Regions from separate parts of the Sus scrofa genome. Here region 2 is linked to region 1. Evidence: chromatin contacts called from public HiChIP or PLAC-seq data. All regions are on one chromosome and are shown on one strand. The core of a region is the stretch at or near the end of the contact, and the rest is flanking DNA. Distances in the headings are between cores, read along the strand shown. Region 1 holds the start of BOP1 (ribosome biogenesis protein BOP1). Region 2 holds the start of PARP10 (poly [ADP-ribose] polymerase 10).

The links. HiChIP or PLAC-seq counts read pairs in DNA pulled down with a chosen protein or histone mark.
Region 2: an H3K27ac HiChIP or PLAC-seq map of alveolar macrophages shows a contact between it and region 1, with 4 times the contacts expected there. The contact joins the promoter of PARP10 here to the promoter of BOP1 in region 1. A contact is called at or near these places in 1 of 5 promoter capture datasets (liver), 5 of 47 Hi-C or Micro-C datasets (embryonic fibroblasts, heart right ventricle, liver and 1 more) and 1 of 2 datasets of contacts at active chromatin or transcription factors (alveolar macrophages).

Annotation. Positions count from the first base shown.
Region 1 is chr4:483,896-490,821 of Sscrofa11.1, forward strand. It overlaps BOP1 (ribosome biogenesis protein BOP1), which reads left to right and starts at 2,667. Exons shown (of 16, transcript XM_013988007.2): 1 at 2,667-2,807; 2 at 3,800-3,955. The coding sequence starts at 2,718. HSF1 (heat shock transcription factor 1) reads right to left here and starts at 2,570. Exons shown (of 13, transcript NM_001243819.1): 1 at 2,291-2,570. The coding sequence starts at 2,407.
Region 2 is chr4:684,353-691,278 of Sscrofa11.1, forward strand. PARP10 (poly [ADP-ribose] polymerase 10) reads left to right here and starts at 4,159. Exons shown (of 11, transcript XM_003125470.6): 1 at 4,159-5,046; 2 at 5,127-5,381; 3 at 5,454-5,690; 4 at 5,773-6,356; 5 at 6,472-6,693; 6 at 6,814-6,877. The coding sequence starts at 4,881. GRINA (protein lifeguard 1) reads right to left here and starts at 1,792. Exons shown (of 7, transcript XM_021090537.1): 1 at 1,640-1,792; 2 at 260-617; 3 at 64-176. The coding sequence starts at 593.

The sequences.
Region 1 (6,926 bases), core at 1,417-3,916:
GGCCTGCTCGGCGGCCACGCACGCTCATCAGGTGCAGGGACCCCGGGAACCTCCAGGCTCTGCAGTGGCCCTCGAAGCCAGCACGGGGGCAACTGCGGGCTCCTGCACGGAGGACCAGCTCAGCAGGCTGGTGGGGCCCGCCTGGCTCCGGGCAGGGGAGAGGGCGGCCCTGCCTGTCCTGGGGTCTCTGGAAATGGTCCTTTGCCAGCTTGGAGTGGCCAGGGGTTTCACAGGGAGCTGGGGACCTGACCACGGAGACCGTGCTCCACCTGGACACTAGCCCCTCTCAAGCGATCCCTGAGTGTGGCACTCACTTGGGCCACCTGGGCTGGTGGCCTTGGCAAGGTCCGGTTCCTGGGAGAAAGAGGCCCTCAGTCTTGGCCAGAAGGGTCTGACTCCCATTATGTCCCAGGGGGCGTGGTGGTAGCACTCCCAAGGCCACACTCCCGGTCACCAAGTCCCCTCCCGCGGGAGCCCTTGCCTATTCAGCCGTGGCGCCGCACGGGGCGCATCTGACGGGACAAGGCTTTGGAAGGGCGGGCAAACCAACACGTGCCTCTGGAGCAGCGACCCGCTGGCCGGCCCCAGCTCCCAGGGCTGGCACCCGCCCGTGGTCATGCATCACGCAGACCACAGAGTCGACCACTGCACCTCCTCCTCCCCCTCATTCCCTGGGCCACAGGCAGAGGTTTTCTCCTGGTGGAACAATGAGCAAAGTTCCAGCACAAAGGGGAAGGGCCAAGGGCACAGGCGTCAGACCTGTCCGGGGCCTCCGACAGCAGGACTCCAGGCTGCGAGTCGGCAAAGGGCTCCAAGCGGACTTTGAGACAGAGGCCCGGGGGTCCTGTGGGCACCCTGCCGGCCCCAGGCAGGGGCTGGTCTCCTTTCTCAGGGCCAGCCCCACTGCGTCCTGCACCAAGCACACCCTACTCGCTCTGTGTACAGACTAAGGAGGATCAAAAGCTCTTGCTCCATGGCCGCTTGTCCCCAGGGAGACCATGCCTGGGGGCGCAGCCACCTTGAGTAGAGACCATCACGGGCTGGACCATGTCCGCTTTCCTGCTCCAGGCTTTGCCTGGAATACAGGCCGTGAGGCCTGGGGAGCAAGCTGACGCTGGCTGTGCTTCGCCTGGCCTGGAGCAGACTGAGAGGCGGGATGTCCCCACAGTAGGTTCATCCCAAAGGACCTCTGGTGCCCTCCCCCAAACGGGAGTTACGGGGAAGGGACAAGAAGAGGGAGAAGGGAAAAAGACAGAAAAATGGGGTCATTTCATTTGGCCGGCAAAGTTCAAGGCCTGGAACAAGGGGTGGTTCCCACCGTTAAAGAAACAGGGCCTGGGATGGAGAACGCCACATGGATATTTGCTGGGACAACACACAGTGTCCCCAAGGGAATGCAGCACGGTTTCTGGTCTCCTCAAAGGGACAAGTGGAACGAGAGAACGTGGCCTCCAGCTCTGGGCTCCTTTCAGCCCAGACTGCTCTTCCTTTCCAAGGGCTCAGCAGGATGACAGGCAACAACTCAGTGGGGTCCAAGAAATCCAGCGTTTGGGCGCTCAGGAGAGTAAGCACGTTTGGAGGCGCCCGGAGCCTGCCTACGACTACGGTGGCCTAGGCCACCCCCCTGCCAGCCGCGAGCCGTGGCTCCGACCTGCCCCACCTCGACGTCACAGCCAGGACGTCCATCTCCAAGTCCAACCTCCGCAAACTGGAGTTGTCCAGCCTGCGGAGTCAGACCATGTAAATCACCTGCCCGCTGCCAGGCAACGGGAGACAGGGCGTGAATAAAGTCGCGCACAGAGCAAGAAACACGAGTCGCTCTTGGGAAAGCAGCTCTGGGATCTGGACCCGGGCTCGAGACCAGCCTGAACTTTATGACGTTGTGCTTTCTGTTTTCGCTCCCTCTCCTTTCGAACTAGAGAAACGCCCTCCAGTTCCAGGGCCGAGACTTGATTTACCCTGAATAACTGCCCACCACACCACTGGAACTCTGGGGCCACCGGGGCCCAGCGTCCACTAGCGAAGCCGGGGGCTGTTCTAAGCACAGACGCGTCCCGCAGTCGTCCCACAGGCAGCAAGCGCAAGCCCACGGAGGCAGAAGCCCTTCCTACCCAACGCGGGAGAGCGGCGTGGACAGGAGCGACCTCCAGCGGGCCTGCGACGCTTCTCCCCGCACTACCCCCTGCTCCCCACCCCCACACCGGGCCTGCGAGGCGGGGTCCGGGCCTGCCCGTCCTGGGCCCCCGCGCCGCGGCCTCCCCGCCCCGGGCCGGCGCCCTCGGCCCCTCACCGGGCTCCAGCAGATAAGCGCGTCCGTGTCCGGGTCGCTCACGAGAGTCCAGAGCTTGGTCAGGAAGGCCGGGACGTTGCTGGGCCCCGCCGCGCCCGGGCCCACGGGCAGATCCATACCGGGCAAGGTGGGAGAGGCGGAGGCGGGACCGCGAGGAGGGGCTGAGGGCCGGGCTAGCGCCGCTGCCGCGCCTGCCGCCCGGGCCGCGCGCCGCCGCCCGCTGCGCACACACGGCCCCGGGGCCTGGCATGGCCGCCGCCATCTTGCGACGGGCGCGCTCCCGCCGGCGCCGCCCGCGTCCCACGGCGCGCGCACGCACACCGGCCCCCGTCCCGCCCGGCGCCCTCTGACCCCGCGGGCCCGCCCCCAGGCCCACGCGGTCGCGTCGCTGCCGGAAGTGGCGGCGCAGGGCAGACCGGCGGGCGGCATGGCGGGACCTCAGGGCGCGCGGCGCGTGGCGGTGGCCGGGACGCGGCCCGGGAAGCGGATGCTGGAGCCGGGGCGGGAGCCGGAGGAGGTGACGCGGGAGCGGGAGCGGGAGCGGGGGGGGGCGGCGGGGCTGGGCCGCGGCACCGGCCGGGGAGCGATCCCGCCCAGCGCCCGGCGGGCCTGGGAATGCGAGGAGGGAGGGGTCTCCTGTCCTCCGCCCCGGCGGCCTTGCGGGGGCGTCCTGGGCAGGGAGCTGGCTGGCGGTTGTGTGGGTCGGAAGAAGGTCTGGGCCGGAGAGAATAAGGAAGGAGAGCCGGCGTCCTGCGCAGCGGTCTTCCTGGGCCTTTGAATTGTCATCTGGGCGCAGAAGATTTGAGCCTGCAGTAGCTGCTTGTATAGCCAAATGTTCCTGACACGTTAGACGTTGTAGAAGAGGAAACGAGGATGAGAAAGCAGCGCCTGCTGCACTGGACGGCCCGTTTTAGCTGGACTCATGCTCTTCCTGTCCAGCGGAACCCCAGCCGCGCTGTGGGGGTGTCATCAAATCTCATCAAATCTCGGTGGTAGAAAGCCATAGCAGGCTTGTGCAGTCGAGCCTCGCAGCTGGGACTCCACGTTGCTGGTTTATCAGGCTGCCCCTTCACTTGTGACAAGTGCTCGTGGTGCTCCCTGGCCGGCAGGCAGCTCTGGGCACCATGCTCACCCACTTGTAGTGCTTTTGCCTCTGTATTCATCAGCGGCTGTTTGTGTTTGTGCCCAAAACATTTGTGCCATTTTTACTTGCCGTTGTAATTGTGTAGCTAGTTAGGCACGATAGAGTGTGTGCTGAGTGCTGTTTGGTAGCTGCTCCGTGCAGGCTGTCCAGTTTGGCGAGAGACTCAGGAACTATTGAAAAACAATGAAATCTAGAATTTTGCCTTCCAATGAATGCTTGCTAAGAGTCTGCAGGTTCTTGTTCCACCGTGCACCCTGTCTGGTGGAGTTAGGGCCGGGGTGGTGTCTGGTGGGCAGAAGTCTGCTCAGAAGCAGCTCTGGTCCTGCGCCACACAGAGCTGGTCACCGACAGTGTGCTCCTTGCAGCCCTCTCTCCCCGGCGCCCCGGCTCCCAGCCTGTCTGACAGCGAGGAGAGTGTGTTCTCAGGCCTGGAAGATTCTGGCAGTGACAGCAGTGAGGAGGAGGACGGGGCCAGCGGCGAGGAGCAGCACAGCAGGATGGAGAAGGCCACGGGGCAGCAGGTGGGTGAGCGAGCAGTGTTCTGGTGTGCTCGTCCTCGCTCTCCGGGCGGGTGGCCGGGAGAGTGCCTGCCAGCTCGCGGGCTCTGCTTTCTCTTTCCTCTGGTGCGGGGGGGGGGGGTTCTGAGCCCTAGGGCACCAGTTTTCAACCGCAGTAGGAACCCGGAAAATCTCCATGGCTGTGAGCCACCCACCGTGATTCTGATGTCACCCTTCCCGGGCTGAGTCTTTGCTAGACTTAGCTGGAGGCTGGGTTTCCTAGGGGGCAAAGCCTGAGGTGGAGATCTGCGTGCTGGGGGCCGCCTGGGGCAGCTGGGGGCGCTCTGGTCCCCACCCCCCAACCCCGAGGCTTTGTAATCTGTCGCTGTGACGCTGGGGAAGGCTCATCCCACTCTTGTTTTAAGTGAGAAACGCGAGAGAAAAGCTTGATTTAACTCAAGTGTGATGTCTGTCGTTTGGGACACCCAGGAAAAAGTTTATACCTCCTTATGCTCCCCACAGCCCTGGTGTTCTAGAATTTAGGACTGGGATGGAAACCCAAAAACATGCTTGTTTGCTCTGGTTCTTAGGAAGAAAAGATTTAAAGTCAGATTTAGGTCCTCTCCCCATTCAGGCTTTAACTGTCACGCTGGTGCACGGAAGATGACCCAAGCCTTGCCCGTGGTCCGTGGGATTCTGGGCAGCCATCGTCCCCCTTCTTTTTAACTTTTTAAAATGGCAAAATGGTTCCTGTTTGACAAAAAATGAAATCCGACACGAGTGCTGTTTAGTAAAGGATGGAAGTTCCTGTTTGCGTCTTTGCTCCAGGTGGGGACCGCCGTTCTTATATTATCTTGCTGGATCTTTTTCCTCTTTTAAAATGAAAGGTCCTTAAGGGTCCAAGAGCTTAAATGCTTAAACTTTTTTTTCAAAGAGGACTTTCACTCTTTCTTATAAGCGAAATTTTAGGAGTTCCCGTAGTGGCTCAGCAGTAATGAACCTGACTAGTGTCCGTGAGGGTGTGGGTTTGATATCTGGCCCCACTTAGTGGGTTCAGGATCTGGCGTTACCTTGAGCTGTGGTGTAGGTCGCAGACGTGGCTTGGGTCTGCTGTTGCCGTGTCTGTGGTGTAGGCTGGCACCTGCAGCTCCGATTCGACCCCTCGCCTGGGATCGTCCATGTGCCGCGGGTTCAGTCTTAAAAATAAAAAGAGCAACAGGACGAAAAAAAACAAAACAAAAAAACACTCCAGAATTTTAGAAATAACTGAGTTAAATTGTTTTTTAATGAAAAGAGCTTTTAGGTTGAAGTCTCTGAAGGAGGTAATGTCACGTGTCTCAGGAGGCTGTCCTGGGGAAGGGGCTCTCCTGCAGACAGCCGCCTCCTGTCCCCATGGGCCGTCGGGTGCGCGCTGGCCCCCACAAGCAGCAGTGCCGCCCCCACAAGCAGCAGTGCCGCCCCCACAAGTAGCAGTGCCGCCAGCTGGGACCTGTACCCCACCGCTTGGCTTCCCTGCAGAAGCTTCCTCCCTCGCTAGGGGCTTCTTCTCCCTTCACCTGCCACAGCCAAGGCGTTGTCACACGTCACGCCTGGAGGCTTCGTCCCAGGGTGTTCCTGCCCCAGGGGGCGGGCGTCCTCAGCTCCAGACCCCCTTCCATCGCGCAGCTGGTGGCGTGAGCATCTCCCATTAGCTCTCAGGGTCCGAGCCAGCGGTGATGCTCCAGCTCCTGCTTGCCTCCCTGCCAAGTGTCCCCCGGGGCCCTGTGGTGCCAGCCATGGCCATGGCCACGGGTGTGGTTGTGCCGATAACCCGTAGTCTTAGGTGCGCTGCTTTGCAATCAAAAAACGATGTTTGCCTGGGGGCCCACTGGAGAATGCGATGACTTCTGTGACAAGAGAAAACAGCCCTGCTGCTTTGCCCCCAGTTCCGCTGCGCCCCCGCCCCGTGCCTGGTTCTTACCTGGGCTGCCAGCAGCTGCCCAGCTGTGAAGGTTTCTGTCTACTTCCTTCTGGGGGCTCCCGGCTGTCGCTTCACCCACACTGGTCACATCCCTCTACGTTGTGTTGGGAGGACGTGTTCCCGGTGACTTGTCTCAAGGCTCCTCCCGCCGCCCACCTGGGGCGGGTGTGCTCACCAAGGGTCCCTGCAGAGGAGGAGCCTCCTGGTGGGTTCTGTGCTCTCTGCTCGGAGGCTGAGAGGAGCCCCACCCCACAGTTCTGTGGGGCTGAGGGGAGTTGGCCACCCCCCCAACGCTTGCACGTAATGTCTTAAGCCCAGCCCGGCGGGGGAGCCCTTTGCCCGCTGACGGCCCCTGACAGCAACACAGGTTGGAGAGGAGCCTGCGTTGGGGCTTCTCTGTGAGCTGGGCCACTCCTGGCCCCGCGCCTTCCTGGCCCCGCCGTCTGGCAGTGGCTCGGCTGCCCAGGGTCTTGCAGCTCAGGAGGGTCCTGCTTCCCTGCACCGCCCCCAGGGCACCTGGCAGTGCCTCCCAGGCTTTCCCGGCCCCACAGATACGAGGGCCCAAGTCACTGGGCCTCCTTTGGAGTCCCCGTGTCCTGAGTGGATTTGGGTGTTTAAAGCCTTTTTTTTCTTTCTGTGCTTGTTTAGATCCTTTTTTTTTTTTTTTTTTTTTTTTTCTTTTTAGGGCCACGCCCAAGGCATATGGAGGTTCCCAGGTTAGGGGTCAAGTAGGAGTTACAGCTGCCAGCCTACACCACAGCCAGAGCAATGCGGGATCTGAGCCGAGTATGTGACCTACACCACAGCTCACGGCAACGCCAGATCCTTAACCCACTGAGTGCGTCCAGGGATCGAACCTGGAACCTCATGGTTCCTAGTCAGATTCGTTTCCACAGCACCACAAAATGGGAATTCCTAGATCCATTTTTTTTTTCCTACTTGTGTTTAGTCTGTTTTTTTTTTTTTCTGTTTACGTGCATTTTTTCCTATTTTGCTTTTTTGTTTGTGTGGAAGTTTCCATCCTTCTTAGTTCAG
Region 2 (6,926 bases), core at 2,909-5,408, 200 kb after region 1:
GGTGGCGGCTCAGAGCCCTGGCCGGCACCGCCGCCCACGCGCCCCCCGGCCGCCGCAGCCCACCTTCCGGATGAAGGCCTGGCGGATGCTCTTGTCATCCCAGTTGGTGGCAGGGAAGTCCTGGTTGTCGTAGTAGGACGGGGGCCCCTCCTCGTGATAGTTCCCATGCTCGGGTGCTGAGGAGCAGGACCGGCTGGGTCAGCGCCCTGCCCTGCTGCCTGGAGCCCCTGCCCGCGCCCCGCCCCTGTCCCCTACTCACAGCCAGGGTCCTGTACCGGGAAGACTTGTGGTTGTCCATAGGGGTTGGGGGGAAAGGGGCTCTGCGGATATGGCCCCTGAGGGTAGCCCCCTTGGGGGTAGGGGACCTGGGGGTAGCCCCCTTGGGGGTAGCCCCCTTGGGGGTAGCCGCCTTGGGGGTAGGGGCTGGGGCCCTGCGGATATCCTGGCTGGCCATAGGGGGAAGGCTGGAATGTGGGCTGTGGGTAAGGGGCCCCTGGGTAGGGAGGCATGGAGGGCTGGGGCCCCCCAGGATAGCCCGGGTTGGGGGGAGGGTAGCTGTCCGCAGACACCAGGAAACTCTTTTCATGGGACATGGCCTGCGGCTCTGCTGTCTCCCCCTAGAAGCGAGAGAGGGAGAGAGAGAGAGAGAGAGAACAGTTAGCCCTGCCGTGACAGGAACCCCCAGGGCCACCCACCCCACCTGCTGCCTGGAACCCGGCCGAAAGGAGGGGGACTCGTGACCTTTGCCCCAGGGCGGTAGGGAGGCGGTAGGGAGGCCCGAGCAGAGGGGCTGGGAAAGGCGGGTGGGAGCCGGCGGCTGGGCCTGGGGCTTCAGGAGGGCCGCGGCAGGCTGACCCCAAAGGTGGAGGAGGGAATGCGCGAGCGGATGACTGTCAGCCCCGGATTTCTGGATTTCTGGCTCCCGTGGTTTCTCACAAACAACTGGCGGGGCCTCGTCACCACTGCCGGCCTCTTCTGGGTCAGCGCTCGGCCCAGGTCGGGCTGGGGGCGCGGTCGGAGAGGGGCGGGGGTGTGCCCGGACCCTCCCCTTCACATCCCGCCCCTTAAGCAGCTTTAAGGGGCCAGAGCCGGCGGCTATTTCTATCCCAGGAAATCCCCTGTGAGCCATCTGTGAGCAGCTAGAACCCTGACCCCTCTCGGAGAGCAGGGCCCGGCTGTCCCTCGCTCCCGGGATGGGGGCAGCAGGCCTGGATCGGCTGCCGGGGTGGCTGCCAGTGGGGTGCGCCAGGAACAGCGGGCTGCGGGGGTGTGTGGGGGATGGAAGCGACCAGAGGGCGTGCGGGGGAACAAAGCAGACGTGGGGGCGAGGCTGGTGGTGGCGGCGGCGGCGGCGGCCGCGGAACCCGCACCGAGAGCGGGGTGGGCCCTCCTGCCCGTTGCGGGGGCGCTCGGGCCGCGGGCCCCGGTGTCGCCACAGCGCGCCGCCCCCGCCCTCCTCGGGGCCCTCCGGCTGCCCGCCCCCGCCGCCGTCCCCCGACCCGCAGGGGCCGCGGGCCCGGCCGGACCAACCGAATGACCCGCCGCGAGGCCTCTCCGCTGCGCAAGTCCCGCGCGGGGGCGGCAGGGGCCGGCCGGCTGAGCGAGTGGACAGGCTGCTGGGCTTGGGCCGGGGACTCACCGTTCGCGGGGCGCCTCTCAAGACGGTGCGCACAGGGTCCGCTGCGCGGCCGCGCGGTCAATGGCCGCTGTGCTCGCACCCGCGCCCGCACCTGCTCCGCGGCCGGCTTGGCTAGGCTTGCGCCTGCGGCGGGGGAGACGCAGCGGGGCCTTGTGACGGGGCGGGGCCTGGGCGGGGCCGGCGGCGCGGGGGCGGGGCCGGGGGGCGGGGCTCTGGGAATGCGGGGTTTCTCCCCGACGCACTGTAGCTGATGCTGCCGCCCTGCTGGCTTCTTGCCCGGCTCCCCGCATTGCCCGCGGAGGACGCAGCGGCGCCGGCGGTGACGGCTGTAGACTTCTGAGGCTGAGACCTAGCCTTGCCAGTTTGGTTCAGGGGGTTGAGAAATGTATTCCTAAATCTGGAGTTTGCTGAGTGGGACAAGCCCTCCTTGGCCTTAAAAACCCCACTTCTCCTTTCATCTAGGTCTGTCTCATATCGAGAGGCCTAATTGCTTAATTGCTCCTTATCAAACTAGTCCAGGTCCCTCCTAGACCGTTTATCCTCATTTGTCCTCATCGCGAATCCCCGAGCTGTAAGGGTGGCATTCTTAGCCCTGTTCCACTGCCAAGGGGGCTGAGGCATAGCGATGCCCCAGGACTGGAGGCCAAGTTAACTTCCCTGGACTTCAGCGGTCCTGAGGACGTGCTGACCGCCACAGCCAGGGTCATCCTCTGCAGGGCTGTCTCCTGGAGCCCCTTCGGGAGGGCCTCTCCACCTGGGGCCTGGCATCTTACTGCACTTTCCTGGCTCCCGGGCCCAGCAGTAGTTGGGAAAAGGCTCTGTCCTGTGTGGGTGGTGTGCTGGTTCAACGTTGAACTGACCCCTGAACAAGAAGGGAAGCCCCGATCTGTACTTTCTCGCACTTGTCCTTGGCATAAATACCCCATCCTGGCTGATTTCAAGCGACCGCCTGTTTTAACAACTGACTCATAATGATCCCCGAACACTTAACAGCGTGGTCATGATGAGAGCTGCTCCAGCACACAGGACAGATTTGTGTAACAAGTGGATTGCACAGCATAAGAGAAGGCAGCGAATCCTATGAGACGAGAAATATAGAGCCTGTAGTGATGACCTCGGGTTTTGTAGAACTGGAATTTCATACAATTTGAGGGGATTTCTTTAAGAAAAATAATTAAAACTGACAAACATGGGGAGTTCTCGTAGTGACTCAGTGGTTAACGAACCCAACTAGCATCCATGAGGATGCAGGTTCGATCCCTGGCCTTGCTCAGTGGGTTAAGGATCCGGCGTTGCCGTGAGCTGTGGTGTAGGTCACAGACACGGCTTGGACCTCGATTGCTGTGGCTGTGGTGTAGGCTGGCAGCTGCAGCTCCGATTCGACCCCTAGCCTGGGAACCTCCATATGCTGTGGGTGTGGCCCTAAAAAGACAACAAACAAACAAAAACAAATATGAAGTCAGGGCTCATGCAAGTCCCAGGTCCTTGAAGACTTTTAGGTTCAGGTTAAATCTGCCACTAAGAGCCTGGTAAGGTGAGTCAGGGGGAGGGGTGTCCCGGTGGCCCCATAGGAAAGGCTGGTGCAAGAAGAGGGAAGGGCCAGTGCAAGGGTCCCGAGGTGGGAGGGTCTGCTGCACTGGCCGACGGAGCTGAGGGCACGCGGCCAGACCAGAGACCAGGGCCCGGTCAGTCCAGCCTGGCGGGTCCGCCAAAGGACTCTGGCTTTACCATGGTCTGAGTTGTCGCAGCCCTTGGTGCCACTTCACAAGGTTCACTTTGCCCTCTGTGGAGAATGACAGTGGGCAGAGGGTGTGGGCAGGAGTGGCAGAGAGAGGTCAGTTAAGAGGTTAGCATAGTGATCCCGACGAGAGATGACGGCGGCTCAGACTACGGTAGGGACAACCGAAGTGTCGGCCGGACAGCTCAGGCTATAGGCTGGACAGGTGCTCAATCCCTTGGAGAAGTAGCTGGGGTGGAGGCTGGCTTTTAGTGGCTGAGGGGTCAGTGGGGGAGATGGGGAGCAGTGGTAGGCGCGACTCTTTGAGAGGCTGGAAGCAAATGGATCCAGGCAATGGGCAGGTTCAATGACAAGGGGCGCGTGGGTTCTAAAGGCGCAGCCTGTGTGTGCGGCTCCGCGCTGCCGTGGGTCCTATCCCTGCCTCCTTCTCTTCTGCGATGAGGATTTTTTCCTTTTAGGGTCACACCCGTGGCATACGGAAGTTCCCAGGCTAGGGGTCGAACCAGAGCTGCAGCCGAGGCCTACGCCACAGCCATGGCAATACCAGGTCCAAGCCACACCTGTAGCCTATGCCATAGCTTATGACGACGCCAGATCCTTAGTGCCCTGAGCGAGGCCAGGGATTGAACCCGAATCTTCGCTGAGACACGGGGGTCCTTAGCACTCTGAGCCACAACGAGAACTCCTGTGATAGGATTTGCTGCAGCCAGGCATGTCGGCCCAGCAGTGTGCCTGCTCCTTCTGGGGTTAGCCTTGGTGGTGTGGTGGTGATGACAACATCGGCTGGGAAGGCTGGGCAGGTGCACGGACTGGAGAGAGCCACAGGAGGGGAGTGCGGGGAGCAGCAGGAAGGCACTGGGGCAGAAGCTCCTGTAGGTCAAGAGCGGAAGCTGCTCACCCTCAGCACCCACAAGTTGGAGGTGTGGCCACCTGCTAGTTGTTTAAGCGTGAGCGATGCAGTCGCGAAGGCTGCCGGAAGAGTCCAAAGCCGGCCTCAGCCGGGGCCTGGCCTGGGGACCCAAGGTGCTCAGGCGGTGGAGGAGGGCCACGCAGAGGCTTGAGGTCCTTGACCCAAGTCCCCAGCCGGGCCCAGTAGGGAGGGTGATTGGCCGTTTTGAGGTTGACAGGGAAGGGCCCGTGGGGAGTGGAGGACCTCCAGGAGCCACTTCCCCCACCCTGGCGGCACCAGGCTGGGGTGGGGCAGATGGGGCTCGTGGGCTGGGCTGAGGACCTGGGGGGTGGGGCTGGAACATTCAGCAGGCAGGGCCTGAGAGGCAGCCTCTCAGCCCCAGCACTGCAGGCCCCTCCCTCCCTCTCTTCCTGCAACAGTTTCACTTTTGCTTTTGCGTCCCTGGCCTTCTGCTTCAGGGCTGGGGAGGAGGGGTCTGGGCTGAAGGCACGGGCTGGGCGGGCCAGGGGACACTGCCAAGGGGGAGGGGGCTGGGGGGAGCAGCCGGACTGCGGGGCTGCCACCCTACCCTCTCTTCTGGCCCCAGGGTTGCGATGGGGGAGGTGGGGACAGTGGTGGAAGTCAGCGGGCTGACCCCCGATGTCCCCGAGGAGCTGCTCATGCTCTACTTTGAGAACCGCAGGAGCTCTGGGGGTGGACCTGTGTTGAGCTGGCAGAGACTTGGCCCTGGGGGCATACTCAGCTTTCGGGAGCCTGCAGGTGAGGGCATGGACGGAAAGGGGCAGGCGGGCTCCCCGGCCGGCCTTCCGGCCTGACAGCCCCCTTTGCCCTGGCCGCAGATGCAGCGAGGGTCCTGGCCCAGGAGGAGCACACTCTGTGCGGTGCCCGGCTGAGCCTGCGGCCCGCCCCGCCCCGCGCCCCTGCGCGCCTGCTCCTCCAGGCACTGCCTCCCGGCCTCGCACCCCAGCGCCTGGAGCAGCACGTCCAAGCCTTGCTTCGTGCCACAGGTCACCCTGAGCAGCCCTGCCGTGCCCTGGCCAGTCCCCGACCAGACCGGGCCCTGGTCCAGCTGCCCAAGCCCCTTTCTGAGGCAGGTGAGAGGCGGGATGGGGGCAGAGGTGCCTGTTAGGGGAGAGGCTCTGAGCTGACTTACACCCTCCCCACAGAGTTCCGCGTGCTGGCGGAGCGGGCGCGGGCCGTGGGCCTGGAGGGGGCGGAGGTATCCCTGGCCTGGGTGCCCCAGGCCCGAGCGGTGCGTGTAGTGGGGGGCAGCCCCGCTGCGGACCCGCTGCTGTTGGAGCTGTACCTGGAGAACGAGCGCCGCAGTGGTGGGGGGCCCCTGGAAGGCTTGCGCAGGCTGCCGGGGACCCTGGGCACCGTCGCCTCCTTCCAGCAGTGGCAGGGTGAGTGGGGCTGGGTGGACCGGGCCCACCCCTCCCTGTGCCTTGGAGCCCTGACTCCTTCTGTCCTTTCCCTTCCTCCAAGCGGCTGAACGGGTGCTGCAGCGGGACCACCGGCTACAGGGCTCAGAGCTGAGCCTTGTCCCCCACTATGAAGTGCTGGAGCCGGAGGAGCTTGCTGAGGACACCCGTGGAGGGAGCCACCTGGCTGCGTTGGGCCCCGGGGCCCCCGAGCATGCTCTCCCGGAGGCTGGAAGGCCCACGAGGGCCCAGAGTTGTGCAGGGCCTGTGACATTGGGCTCGGAGGAGGCACCAGGGCCGTCAGGAGCTTCTGTGAGGACAGGTTCTCCCTGGCGCAGGTCCTCACTGGGACCGGCCGGGCCCATCAGCTCGGGGCCTATGGAGTCTTCAGAGCAGGCGGGGCTGGTAGGCCCGGGGCCTGGGGGCTCTCCAGGCCCAGTGGAGAACACCATGGGCTCTCCGGAGCAGGTGGAGTCGGTGAGCCTGGGGCCTGTGGGGTCACCGGGGCAGGAGGGCCCGATGGACACGGTGCTGCCGATGGAGCCGGGAGCAATGCGCTTCCTACAGCTCTATCATGAGGACCTTCTTGCTGGCCTGGGAGACGTCGCCCTCTTCCCACTCGAGGGATCAGATACGACTGGATTTCGAGTGAGTGACTCCTGAGGATTCCTCACCGTTTGCCCTCTGACCCCTCCCACTAGGGGCTCTGGGTTCCTTTCCTCTGCCCTAAACCTGCGCACAGCCCCTCCCTGTGATCCTGCAGCTCTGCGGAGCCCCGGGCCCGTGCCGGGCGGCCGAGGAGTTTCTGCAAAGTCTGCTTGGCAGCATCAGCTGTCATGTGCTGAGCCTGAAGCACCCAGGCAGTGCCGGGTTCCTGCTGAGCCCAGAGGGGCAGCACCTCCTCCGTGGGTTGGAGGCTCAGTTTCAGTGTGTCTTTGGGACAGAGCATCTGGCCAGGGCCGCCCTCCACACGGACCCTGAGGAGGTAGAGTTGCAGCCCATCCCGCCTCCCCTTCCTCACACCTCAGCCCCGGTGCCCCCTTCGCCCTCCCTGGGAGGCCCGGGAGGGGTGTGCCTGGCGGGCGCTGACATTCTCCCCCATCAGGTGGACCCCCGCGCCCTGGGGCCTCCAGATGACGCGGGACGTGACCAGGAGAATGTCAGCCTCGGTAGGGCTCCTGGGGACCCCCAGCACCTCCTGTGGTCCTTTCTTGACCT